Linked DNA regions of Sus scrofa: region 2 is linked to region 1. A link is a contact called in public HiChIP or PLAC-seq data. All regions are on one chromosome and are shown on one strand. The core of a region is the stretch at or near the end of the contact, and the rest is flanking DNA. Distances in the headings are between cores, read along the strand shown.

The links. HiChIP or PLAC-seq counts read pairs in DNA pulled down with a chosen protein or histone mark.
Region 2: an H3K27ac HiChIP or PLAC-seq map of alveolar macrophages shows a contact between it and region 1. The contact joins the promoter of PARP9 here to the promoter of PARP14 in region 1. A contact is called at or near these places in 2 of 5 promoter capture datasets (fetal liver and liver), 14 of 47 Hi-C or Micro-C datasets (alveolar macrophages, blood, embryonic fibroblasts and 7 more) and 2 of 2 datasets of contacts at active chromatin or transcription factors (alveolar macrophages and skeletal muscle).

What each region holds. Positions count from the first base shown.
Region 1 is chr13:137,862,588-137,869,368 of Sscrofa11.1, forward strand. PARP14 (poly [ADP-ribose] polymerase 14) reads right to left here and starts at 2,796. Exons shown (of 17, transcript XM_021070260.1): 1 at 2,315-2,796. The coding sequence starts at 2,501.
Region 2 is chr13:137,958,110-137,964,890 of Sscrofa11.1, forward strand. It overlaps PARP9 (poly [ADP-ribose] polymerase 9), which reads left to right and starts at 2,878. Exons shown (of 11, transcript XM_021070264.1): 1 at 2,878-3,393. DTX3L (E3 ubiquitin-protein ligase DTX3L) reads right to left here and starts at 3,272. Exons shown (of 6, transcript XM_021070271.1): 1 at 3,046-3,272; 2 at 213-424. The coding sequence starts at 3,229.

The DNA of each region.
Region 1 (6,781 bases), core at 1,546-4,045:
CTTACATTGCACAGAAGCCCTTCTGAGCATTCTTTGGTGAAATTATTCCTTAGAAAACTTTCTGCAGTTTGTTTTCACAAAGGCTTTGGGCCGGGCAGGTCTCCTGTCCCCTTCCCACTGTGCTTCCTGCCCACTTATCTATGCACCCCTCTCTCCTTTGGGTTTCACTCTCTCCTTTTGGCATCTCTGCCCTGGAGCATTCCAACTGCAGTTCCAGTGGCCTCATAAGCCTCCTTGTCTTCCCTCTGATCCCAGTGCTTCTCTAAACCAAGCAACAGGAAGGCAGGATTGGAGGTTGTCCACATCCTTGCCTTCCAGATTCCAAAGGAAAGTGTACTTGGGGAATAGCAGGTACGTGCCTCTCAGTGCAGACCTGGTGGGTGCCTCGAGCAAGGAGAAAACTGGAGGGCACTTGTCCTCCCACTTGCCTAACAGCAGCAGCAGGAGGAAGAGCAGCTGCTCAACTGCCTACAGGGAGGGAACATCCCCTCAGAGCTCAAAACTCCTAACTCTCCATCAACTCAGAATGTCACCCCCGCCCCCAGTCTGAGGACCACCCAGAAATCAAATCAAGATGTTCCAGCCAACTCTCGACAAAGCTACTGTTGTGGTGATCAACAGGACCTGCCTTTCCTCTCCAAGAAGCCTCTGTATTTACACCCAGTGAGATTCTAGGTAGTGCCTCTCCCAAGTGACCCCAGGAACACTGGGACTCTCCCAGACCCATGGAGAAACCCCTACCTCCCCATCTAAAAAAAGTAGGAGAAGGCACAGGGGCTCTCCCTCTCCCTCAAGTGGAACATCAACCTTTCCAGTAGAATCAGGTACCAAGTCCAGATTATGCATTTTCTACCCCCACACTGGCTTTCTTTGTTCAAAGCCTCACTTGCCCTCACTTGGCCACTGCATGACCCTTTTCAAAGGTCTGATGTCCATGGTCTCTCCCAATAGAAATCAATGTACTTATTTCCAACTAAATTGATCTCCCTAACGTGTATTTGGACATGGCCCTCCCCTGCCTACCTGTGCAGGAAAGTTCATACTCCTTAGCATGTCATATAAGGCCCTATTTCATCTCAACCAAACATTTTACTCATCTTAATTTCCACCTCACTTTTTTGTGTGTGTTTTGTCCTTTTAAGGCTGCACCCACGGCATATGGAGGTTCCCAGGCTAGGGGTCTAATCAGAGCTGTAGCTGCCAGCCTACACCACAGCCGCAGCAATGCCAGATCAGAGCTGTGGCTGCGACCTACACCACAGCTCATGGCAACGCCAGATCCTTAACACTGAGCGAGGCCAGGGATCGAACCCACGACCTCACGGTTCCTAGTCGGATTCGTTTCCTCTGTGCCATGATGGGAACTCCCCACCTCACTTACTTAATTTTTAATTTTTTTTTTTTTTTTGGCCATGCCTGTGGTATGTGGAAATCCCCAGACCAGGGACTGAACCTACATCATAGAAATGACAGCAGACAGTTAACCTGATGAGCCACCAGAGAACTCCACCCACCACACTTCCTTTTATTCTTTTAAAGGTGGTTTAATAAGAGAAGACCGAAGACTTTTTTAAATACAAGGACCCCTTTATAATCGCATAAAATTTCCCAGACCCACACGTTTTTTTTTTTTTTTAGTGCTGGTCTCCAGACCTCACTCGTGCACAGCGAACAGATGGGGGCTCACTCCTCAAACCACAGTGCAAGGCGCTCTCTGCCCCCACCCCACCCCACCCCCGCAGCATATCAGGGATTGGAGGGCGCCTTGAACTTCCCTGCATAGACGCCTTCGCTTTCCAGCCTCCAGCACTGCAGTTCCCATCGGAAGAGCCTGGCTCAATATCTCATCTCGCGTATCAAGACCTGAATTCACTCTCAGGAGTCAGTTTAGATGTGACTCTCCCTGGAAACTTTCTCTTCCCTTCAAACTGTGTTCCCAGAAACCTCTGGAATTCCAGAACCGATGCTTTCATAGGAGGAAGTCCAAAATTGCAATGGCATTGCAACTCTGCCAATAACACACGAGGTAGCCTCGTAAAATAAGGCGGGTGCACCTGCTCTCAGGAGGCTCCTTTATGTCCTGGAGCTAAATGTTGATTTAACTCACCTGCGCGGTCCGTCGCCGCCTCCAAGAGCGCCTGGAAGCTCACCGCCCGCGACGCATGCACATTGTCCATTCTGCTCCCCCCGCGCCCCCGCTACGCTGCCGCCGGAACCGGCTGGATTCTCCCGCAGGCAGCGTGCCCCAGCCATAGGTCTTCCCTAGAAGGCGAGCCCACCTGTCCCCACTCACCCGCACCCTTGTCCCCCTCACCATCATTGGGATAGAAGAGCACTAGGAAGCGGGATGGGCTCCCCGGTTCCTGGAGGACCTCACACTCCCCGCCTCCTGATTTCTTCGGGCTCTGGAAGTACAACTGCAACTTGGTGCTCAAGTTCTTCGGCGGGTCGGGGCCCCAGGACCCTTCAACCAGCAGAGGGAAGGAGCCAGGCTCAGACATTCTCACCTTCGCAGGTTCAACTGCGACTGCCGGTCCCTCCCCAACTCCCAGCAGTTAAGCCTCTTTCGCTTTCGTTTCCGGGAAAACTCCTCCTGCCCTTAAGTTTTCACTTTTGGCTGTAAAGAGCCGCCCCAAGATTGGACTAGAGACCCCCCCCCAATTCTTCATCTTCATCTCTGGACCACACCAAAGGCTGGCATCGCCTTTGCAGCCTCCCTTTAGTTCCGAACGGAGGGCCCTAGGCTCAGCGCACCATTTGCCATTCACCCACACCACAGCTGAAATCAGCAGCCCTGGGTCACTAGACCTGTGCACACACAAAGATAGCTTCATTTTGGCCACAGGCCAATTTACAAACTGATTCTTTAGAATGTTTGGGGCCCATTTGGGGACTTCTTTCAACAATTTATTAGCATATTTTTAACCTTTCCTCCTTTTGCATTTTGTTCCCCGATCTGTGAATATTCTATGCCTAGAAATGCTGGGGAAAACAGTACATTCACAACGATTTTTTAATAAAATATTTGCTAGGTGCATGCCTTCAGAATGGATTCAACAGACAGACACAGTCTCTGCCCTCACTGGGCTCAAGAAGCTGTGGGACAGAGGAGTTAGAACACAGGAATAAGTGCTTTTGGAAGGAATATACAGGTGTTCCTGGAACAAGTTAGGAGGGGATCTTAGGCCAGGTGTGGGGGCTTGGAGGGTTTATGGAGAGGCAAGTTGTAACCTGAAGCCTAAGGGTGGTTGGGGATAACCTTGGAGGGTTGGGAAGAGGGAGTTCCCTGTGACATGCACAGGATCCCTTGGACTGCTGTGTGGTAGCCAGAGCAGAGGAAGGAGGCCAGTCAGGTGGCTACTGTAGCATCTCAGGCAAAAAATGAGGGTAGCTAGGACCAGGGATCTGGCAAGGACTGTCTCCTGGGTACAGGGGATGAGGTATAGAAGTAGGTGATTTTGAATGACTGCTGATGGGTAAGTGTGAGAATTCTCTTCTGATGGATTGTCTTTTCTCTGTGAAGGAGGTGCTGCAGTCTCTTAGTCTCTGCCAGATTAGAGCTGCTTCTCCCTGCAGGGCTGGACCTCACCTGTTATCTCTTAGTCACAATGAAACTAAATTTCAGGAAGAGAACCAGAGATGGGCCAAAGAGAGTTTCCTGGGCTTGTATTTTGGTTCCTAATAGTGCTTAAGGGTACTAGCTAGGTATTTTCTCCTGCCTCCAGCTTTCTTCCTGCAGGTGGCGCTTATCATCAGTTCAAACCACCCTGGACCCCAGCAAGGGGAAGTGGAGAGAAGGCAGAAAGCCCAGTCAGAGTTCTCAGCCACACCCTGGAATTTCTCATCGGGGTGTTCTCACCCTTTAACTCCAAGCCACAACTAAGTCAGCACCTTCCCCTCCCCAGTTTGGAGGTCCAGAATTGAGCAAACAGTTTATCCTCGTCCTCACACCATCATTTTACAAAAAAGAACAATCAGAGTGAAACTGAAACTGTGTAAGTTTTAGCTAGCCATTTCTGGATTTCTCTCCAGGATTTATTTAAGTATCAGCAATGTGCTTTGTCACACACATGGTCTGCTCATCATTCCTGGGTCAATTGGGAAGGAACTCTCAGAGGGTCAGGATGGCAGGTCTTGAAAGCCAAGGAAAAATAGTTCTAGAAGGAGCAAATCTTAACCGTTGTTAGCCCCTGAGGTAGTTTGTCCTCTCTCCTTAATTGTTTTGACCCTTTTCACTTGTTGAACCCTCCCCCCTCCCACTGTGCTTATCCACTCTCAATTCTCTATCTCCAGTGGCCATCTGCCTACAGCGACTCATTTCTTTCCAAAGAAGCAAGCGTCCTCTCGGGCCTGGGAAAGGTGGCCATGTTGACATGGCTCTTCCGCCCCATAATCACCACTGCTCTTTTGTTGTTTTTGTTGTCTTTTTAGGGCCGCATCTGTGGCATATGGAGGTCCCCAGGCTCGGGGTAGAATCAGAGCTGTAGCTGCTGGCCTATGCCACAGCCATGGCAACGCCAGATCCAAACCCCATCTGCAGCCTACACCACAGCTCACAGCAATGCCCGATCCTTAACCCACTGAGCAAGGCCAGTGATCGAACCTGTGTCCTTGTGGATATTAGTCAGATTTGTTTCTGCTGAGCCATGACCGGAATTCCAGTCACCGCTCATCTTAACAGAACAACCTACATCTGCATTGGGGGCTGATCTTCTCTTTCTCTGCTTCATCCCAACTTCCCCTTTCAGCTTCTCTATGAACTTCTATAACCTGGTATCAGAGTCCTTTCAATTTCTATGCAAGCCAGCATCAGGTTCCCTATTTATCCCATTGAAGTGTGCATATTGGAAAAGGGTGGCTTTCCCATCTGTGCTGAAGCAGCACGTTGTGAGCCCCTCATGCTTCTGCCCCACTTTGCTCCTGAAACTCCTGGCCTGGTCCCCCCAGATGAGATATGACCTCAGAAGTGGGCATGCCACCCTTTCTCTTACCACCCCAAGTTCATGCAAAGTAATTCTAAATAATGGTGGTTAATAACGGGCTCACAAAAATTCTGAAAATGCAACAATCAGTTCTGGTGAGCCAGGGCTCCAGCACAAAACCACCCTCTTCTGCCATCAGAGGTGGCAGTTTCCAACGGAGCAGTCGATCCGTGCCTCCCACCGCAACCCCTCCCCCACACAACTTAGTGCAGTCATTATACTAATATTCTCCTGGTCAAAGAGACCTTAAAGCTGATTGTGTCCTTTCATTCCGACAGCTGATTAGTCTCCAAGACAGTCATGAATCTATTCATTACTTTTGAGAAACCCACCCTGGAAGAAATAAAAACATAATGAAAATCAAAAAACAAGCACAAAGGGAGTTTAACAAGACAAAATGTTATGATTAATAGAATGAACTTATAAGAAACTTAATATTACCTCCATTTTACTAAGAGGAAACTGAGGCACAAAAAGGTAAAATATCTTACCCCAGTGTCACACTGCTGGTTACAGGTCAAGCTGTAGAGCTCAGCATTACCCAAGCTTTGCACAGGCATGTTCTTCTCAGATCCCTTCTACCGGGTAATAAACCCACTCCCCAGTTGCAGGTCCTATGACTATGAGCAGATCACAGCAGGAGCCCTCACTGGCCTTGCCTTTGCCTCAATTCTCCCACAAATGGTTTCCCCATGGTGGAGAATATTCTGGATTTTACTAGCTATGTGACCTTGAGCAAATTAACCAAAATCAATAAATCTTGGTTTTCTCATCTTTAAAAAAAGCTTATTTTTGTAGTTTCCACCGTGGCTCAGTGGTTAACAAATCTGACTAGGAACCATGAGGTTGCCGGATGGATCCCTGGCCTTGCCCGGTGGGTTAAGGATCTGGAGCTGCTGTGAGCTGTGGTGTAGGTCACAGACATGGCTCGGATCTGGCGTTGCTGTGGCTGCAGCGTAGGCCAGTGACTACAGCTCCAATTAGACCCCTAGCCTGGGAATCTCTATATGTAGTAGGTGTGGCCCTATGAAGACAAAAAATACAAAAAAATCACAAAACTTATTAAACAACAGAGCCAATAGACTCTAAGCCCCAAACTCCCAGCTGTGAGCTTGAGGCCTGACTCTCAACACAGTAGTGGGCGCTGCCAATATATCTAAGTAAAAAAACTTTTTTTTTTTTTTTGTCTTTTTGCTATTTTTTGGGCCGCTCCCGCGGCATGTGGAGGTTCCCACGCTAGGGGTCCAATTGGAGCTGTAACTGCCGGCCTACGCCAGAGCCACAGCAACGCGGGATCCGAGCCGCGTCTGCAACCTACACCACAGCTCAGGGCAACACCGGATCCTTAACCCACTGAGCAAGGGCAGGGACAGAACCCGCAACCTCATGGTTCCTAGTCGGATTCGTTAACCACTGCGCCACGACGGGAACTCCCCAAAAAACTCATTTTTTAATACTTGTCGTTTAAGTACTTATATAACAGTATTTGCCAGGAAAAGGTTTTTTTTTTTTTTTTTTTTTTTTTCAGGATTGTTTATGGTAAAAAGATAAATGCTACCTGACTCACATGTTTAAATTATGCTGTTATAGTTTGTGAGTTGGTGAGATGTCTGTTAGAAGTCTATAGACTTACTGATATTTTCAAAGAACTGTCAGACTTACTGATTTTTTCTCTAAGCTTTATTTTGATTACATTGATTTCTGCTTTAATCTCTAATATCAGCTTTGGCTTGTTTTGGTTTTAACTTGCTCTTATTTTTCTAGTTTCTTTAGAAGTTTATATCATTGACTAGAAACCT
Region 2 (6,781 bases), core at 1,628-4,127, 96 kb after region 1:
TCTTAGCATAGATCTCTCTCCTAAATGGTTTTATTATTTTGTTTACTTGCTTATTGTTTTTCTACATACCTCTCCATTCCCAGCAGGGATCTGTCTGTTGTGTCTACCTCTGTGTCCCAGTGCCTAGAACAGTGCCAGGCTCAAAGTAACGTCTCAGCAAATGGTCCTTGGACTAGAGAGCAAGTTGCAGGGTAGCTCTCTTCAATACTCACCTTCTGGATGGAGGAATCTGAAGCATTAGGAATGTGCTTCTCATTCGGTTGCTTTTCACCATCCCTCGCCCCTTTTTTTGACTGTGTCAAAGACGATATCCTAGGTCTTGTATTCTTCTCTATTGCAGTTTCATTGGATTCCAGGAAAATAGTCACTGTTTTGCTGTCAACCACAATTTGGTGCTTTTCTTTTTTCAATACTCCCTCTTTACCTTCAGTGGAGACATTAAATATACACAATACACATAGAAATGGGAGTGATTTCAAGGAATCCTCCTACTTAGGCATCCGTACCTTGCCCCAGTACCCTCCCAGTGAGGGCAGTTCCCTGCATCCTGGAATGGTGGATTGGTGATAGGGCAAGCAAGCTATTCAAGACACCAAAGTAGACAGCTTAAGTTTTACTATAGAAAGGAAAGCATAATGATAATGGAATATCATCCACTCATTAAAAGTCATATTCCTGAAACTGCCTCCAGTCTCCCATTTCATGATATGGAATAACACCTGCTCTAAGTGACAAAAAGCAGGAATCAAAAGTGTAGACTCAGTTTTGTAACTATATGTGTGTGTTTACTGACGTTCAGAGAAAAGGGCTGGGAGGAATTATGCCCCAAATGTCCACACTGTTTTTCTCCACATGGTTTTCTTTATTCTTTTCTCCTTTTTCAGTAGTGAGCATAAATAACTTTTGCCATTCTCAAGAACTAATCTATCAAATAATTATTTAAAACATAAAACTGTGCTCCAACCACCATGGAAAACAGTATGGAGGTACCTCAGAAAACTAAATATAGAACTACCACATGACCCAGCAATCCCACGCTTGGGCATATATCCAGATAAAACATTCCTTGAAAAAGACACATGCACCCGCATGTTCATTGCAGCACTATTCACAATAGCCAAGACATGGAAACAAATGTCCATCTGCAGATGAATGTTTTAAGAAGATGTGGTATATTTACACAATGGAATACTACTCAGCCATAAGAACTAAATAATACCATTTGCAGCAACATGGATGGAACTAGAGACTCTCATACTAAGTGAAGTAAGTCAGAAAGACAAATACTATATGATATCACTTATATCTGGGATCTAATATACAGCACAAATGACCCTTTCCACAGAAAAAAAAACTCATGGACATGGAGAACAGACTTGTGGTTGCCAAGGGGGAGGGGGAAGGAGTGGGAGGGACTGGGAATCTGGAGTTAATAGACGCCAACTATTGCCTTTGGAATGGATAAGCAATGAGATCCTGCTGTATTAGCATTGGGAACTATATCTAGTCATTTATGATGGAGGATAACATGAGAAAAAGAATGCATATATGTATGTGTGATTGGATCACTTTGCTGTACAGTAGAAAATTGACAGAACTCTGTAAACCAGCTATAATGGAAAAAATAAAAACCATTTAAAACAAAACCAAAACCAAAATAAAATTATTTTACAGCCTTCCAAAAAAAATAAATAAAGTACACTAATCATAAGTATAAACCTAGGGTGACTAGTTAACACTAAAAGGATGACTGAAGTTCATACTCTTAAAAAAAGACTACAAGTGTCACCTGCATTTCTCTCCTATTAACACAGTTGCCTTAATTAGAATAATGGATATTGGTCTTAAGATTGCTTTATTGGTGAAATGAGTGGTTTTCAAAATGCGTTGATCAGTTTCAAATGTAACATAGGCACTCCTGTTCTTACAAAGGGGTATAAGAATCTAGTGAGCCCAGTATAGGCCCTAGGCTTCACAGTCCTGGTTCAGCAGCTAATTCAAAGCAGTTTTGCCACCTAACTAGAAGGATAGCTGTGTTCTGCTACTAGAATATTGCTGCAGAAGTCTCTAATGAACCTTTCATGCAAGGTGCTATCAGAGCATCTAAAAAGGCAAACAGCTGGGACTACATCGAGCTGACACCAGGTCATATAAAAATTTTGGGGGGCCGTGTCCATGGCATGTGGAAATTCTCAGGGCCAGGAATCAAACCTGAGCCAAAGCAGCAGTCTGAACCGCTGCAGAGTTAACCCTGGATCCTTAACCAGATGGGCCACAAGGGAACTCCCATATAAGTGCTTTGATGCCTACTTGTAAATAGATGTTTCACATTTGACAAAATTTCATTGTATGAGACCATGTACTTCCAAGGATGGAAGGCAACCGGTATCTACCAAAAATAACCTAATAGTGAATGATCAAATCAATTCTAGTTCTTTTAAAACAAAAGTTATTTTCTCCAGAAAGTCTGGCATGACTTAAAAAAAAAAAAATTATTTTTTTGAAGTATAGGTCATTTACAATGTGCTAATTTCTGCTCTACAGCGAAGTGATTCAGTTATACATGTATACTTTATTTTTCATATTCTTTTCCACTATGGTTTATCACAGGACATTGACTAGTTACTCTTAATAAATAGGATGAAATTAATATTCATCAATGGGCTTATTTTAATAAATACAAGCTGTTAAATTTTACTGAAAAAAAAAAACCCATAAAACTGGAACACCTAAATGACAAGGGCTGACAGGTGTCTGGGGGTGGCAAGGGTGTTCTTCTGAAAGCTGAGATTTATGAGTTCGGAGGAGGATTCTGGAAAGCGTCAACTTTAAGGCGCGGTCCGACCGATCACAGATTGGGCTCCTCCGGGCTCTGTCCTTTGCTGTGGCTCTGCGCCTCGTGCCAGCAGGAGCCGCGGTTCCTGTTCCCCACCAGACGTTCCTAGACCTTCTCCCTCACTCTCTCCTGGCTCCTCTGAACTGGGTCTGCACGCACCCACGCCCCAAGGATGGCAGTTGCCCCCCCAGCCCTCGCCAGCCGCTCACCTGCCCTTTGCAGGAACTGCACCCGGAAGGTGTCTGGGTTGTTGCGGTCCAGGGCCTGGACGGTGCATTCCCCACCGCCTGACTCCCGGCTCTGGAAGTACTTTTCCAGCTTCCTTTGTAGGCGGGTGCCGGGCTGGGACACCCGCACGAGCAGCGGTGACGGCGGGCAGCCGTTCGAAGCCATGGCGCCGGGGCTCGCTTCGCATCCGGGCCGGGGCAGGGGTGCGCACCGCCCCGCCACCCAGGAGCGCAAAGTTTCAGTTTCGCTTTCCTCGAGATCCAGAGCGGTTCCAGGCAGAGCCGCCTCCCCTTCCTCTCCTCCTTGTCCTCCTCGCCGCGGACTGCCAGGTGAGTAGGTCCCTGTCCCCTGTTTCCCGAGGCAGTGGGCGCCGGAAGCTCCGCGGTCTTCTCCAGGGGGCTCTGAGGACGAGCCGGCGGGCGAGAGGCGGGCTCCCAGGGCCAGGCCTCCCCTGGTGAGGATGGAGACTAGGCAGATACTCAAGTCAAAGAAAGTTTCTCCTAAGTTCGTGATTCCTTTTAACTGTTCTTGTTGTTACTGTTAATTTGCAGCTGAAATTGTAATTCACATTCTGAATTCAGGTGAAACTTACCTACTTTTTAAAAAAAATTGAATATGTTCACCTGCGTGCAGTTACCTCCCTCTAACTCTATGCTTTAGACAGACTCTTAAGGCTTTTCTGCCTTCATTTCTTGATTTGGCCAACATGCAGTACTGAACTGCATGCTGGCCTGTGTGCCTGGGAATAAAGGTGAGAGCCTAGGCACCTGACCTCACCAGCTGTAAAGGGAGGTGAATTGATACCAAAAAAGCAAAATCTTTTGAAGGCCTCCAGAGGAAACAGACTCTTAAAAGAGGGAGGGAGGGGGAGCCTCTGAGATGCAGGGACCACAGTATCTAAAGCACTGAGGAGTACAGAGGCCTTGGAGGAGATGAAATGGGTGAGGGAGGTGACAGAGGAAGGGGCTAGAGCAGCGCTGTCTGGAATGAGACCTACGTGTTAATTTAAAAATTTTTTATTTTACTTACTTTGTCTTTTTAGGGCCACCCTCGAAGCATATGGAGGTTCCCAAACTAGGGGTGGAATTGGAACTGTAGCCACAGGCCTCTGCAACCTACACCACAGCTTAGGGCAATTCGAGATCCTTAACCCATTGAGCAAGGTCAGGGATCAAACCCACATCCTCATGGATGCTAGTCAGGTTTGTTTCTGCTGAGCCATAACGGGAACTCCCTAATTTTAAAATTTTTAGTAGTCATAGTTCTTAGAGTATAAACAGGTGAAATTATTTTTAATTATATTCTTTAATTCACTGCATCCTAAATGAACCATTTCATCAGATAGTCAATGTTAAAAACTTAATTGAGATATTTTGCGTTGTTTTTATGTCATCCTAAGTCATTGCAGTCCAGTCTTTATTTCACATTTATGTCACATTCTGTTGAGATTAGCCACATTTAAGTGCTCTAGAGCTACATGTGGCTAATGGCCCACACTGGATAGCAAAGTTCCAGATGTTGAAAAGTCTTGAGATCAGTAGGGAGACGTGGAAGGCTCGTATCACAGGAGTGTCATGTCAAATGTGCATTTTAGAAAGTTGGTTTTGACAGTGATATGGAGGACACATTTCCATGTAAGGATAATTGGAAGTGGAGAGGCCAGAAATAAAGTTTTTGCACATGGCTGGTAAGACTGGAAATGAGCCCCTCTTTATGGAGAATAGTTTGATAGTAATCAGAATTATAGCTGCATATATATCCTTATTCTGCAGTTCCACTTCTAGGAATTTGCCCCACCGATCGATTAGCACCTGTTTGAGGTGACCTACATACTAAGTTGCTCTTTATAGCTCTTTTTATAATAGCAGAGGATTTAGAACTCCTTAAATGTCCATAAAAAAGGTGGACTGGCAGTTAAATATCTTACAGTGCATTTATACACTGGAATGCAATGAGCAGTAGAAAGAAGGAAGGTGCTGTCTGGTGCTAATATGGAAAGATGTCTCGGATACATTGAACGGAAAGGCAAGATGCAGTGTGTAAAAGATACTACCTTTAGAGGATGGCACAGGCTCTGAAGAGCACTCTGACCAAAGCTGGTGTCCCAGAGCTTCCTGCCCATGAGGACAAAGGCCCAGAGGTGAAGGAGAGTTTGGAGAACATCAAATAGTGCCATTCCACACGCTGCTGTTTGCCTGGAGTGTGGGGTACGTAAAGGGGAGGCTGGGAAGCAGAAATGGCAAAGAGCCCCTTGAATGCCAGGCGGACTAAAGGGCTTGATCTTTACTGTAGGTAGTGGAGTCTACTGAAGGTCTTTTTTTTTTTTTTTGTCTTTTTGCCATTTCTTAGGCCACTACCGTGGCATAATCGGAGCTGTAGCCGCCAGCCTACAGCAGAGCCACAGCAGAGCCACAGCAGCGCGGAATCCGAGCCTCGTCTGCAACCTACACCACAGCTCATGGCAATGTCAGATCCCCAACCCACTGACCAAGGTCAGGGATCGAACCCACAACCTCATGGTTCCCAGTCGGATTCGTTAACCACTGAGCCACTACGGGAATTCCTGCTGAAGGTTTTGAGCAGAAAAATGCTTCTCAAATAAATGCCTTCTTCTTTAGGGTTTTTTTTAAAAAGACGCTATCTTTTGTGTAAAAAATGCCTCTGGAAGGATACAGGAGAACCTAATAACATTGCTTGCCTCTGGGAAGGGACTTCAGTGAGGGAAGTAGGAGGGAGCCTTTCACACTTTCTAAATTTGAATCTGTAAATGTAATGCCTATTCAAATAATAAACTGTATATTAAATGCATTTAAGTATTTAAAAAGAATGTATTGCCATAGCTCAAGCAAGAGGCTCTGCGGCCCTGGAGTGATGGACTATCAGTGGGCAAGGAGGGTGGAGCCATATTTGAAAGTGATTTAGGTGGGCAGGACCCATGATGGATTGAATATAGGACAGAAGAGAAGATTCCAGATTTCTGACTTGAGTGGGTAACTGATGTATTATTTACTACCATGCTGTGGAATCCAGCAGGTAAAGGAGGATTTTGGAGGGGGTTGTTTGAGGGGTAGGTAAGGTGTGGGGACTGGGGATAAGGAGATTAAGGGTCCAGTCTTGCAGAGGCTGCGTTTTAGGGGATTATGGGATGTCAGGTAGACTTGGAAGATGAGGCTTGGGAGAGCCATCGTCTACAGATACAGATGTGGGAGATTTGTAGCTGATGAGTTGATACCATGAGAGTGGATGAGTTCACCCTTGGAGGGTGTATACAATGAGCTGAGACCTGTTCTCAGACGAAATCCTGGGGAAGATGATTAAGGGTGAACTGTGGAAGTGAATCCAGGGGATAGGGCCTGTAAAGGCAAAACGAGAGGTAACAAAAGAACCAAGGGAAGGTGGCATCGGAGCAGCCAGAAAGCAGAGGTTCAGGAATCAAAGAAGGAAATGAAGACGGAAACTGTAGAGAGGGGTCAAATAAAGGTTGGGACAGAAGAGTCCACTGGGGTTAGCCACGCAGGAGACATGGAAGACTTGCCTCTTTTGTGAAAACAGCAGTGCCCTCTGGAGGCAAAAATGCATCTTGTCCTTGCATTTTAGGGTTGTGCTTGGACTTGCTGCTCTTCCTGACACTTAATAATAGTGCTCTCTCTAAAAAAAAAAAAAATAATAATAATAATAATAGTGCTCTAATGCTCTAGATAGTTGTACAAAATATTC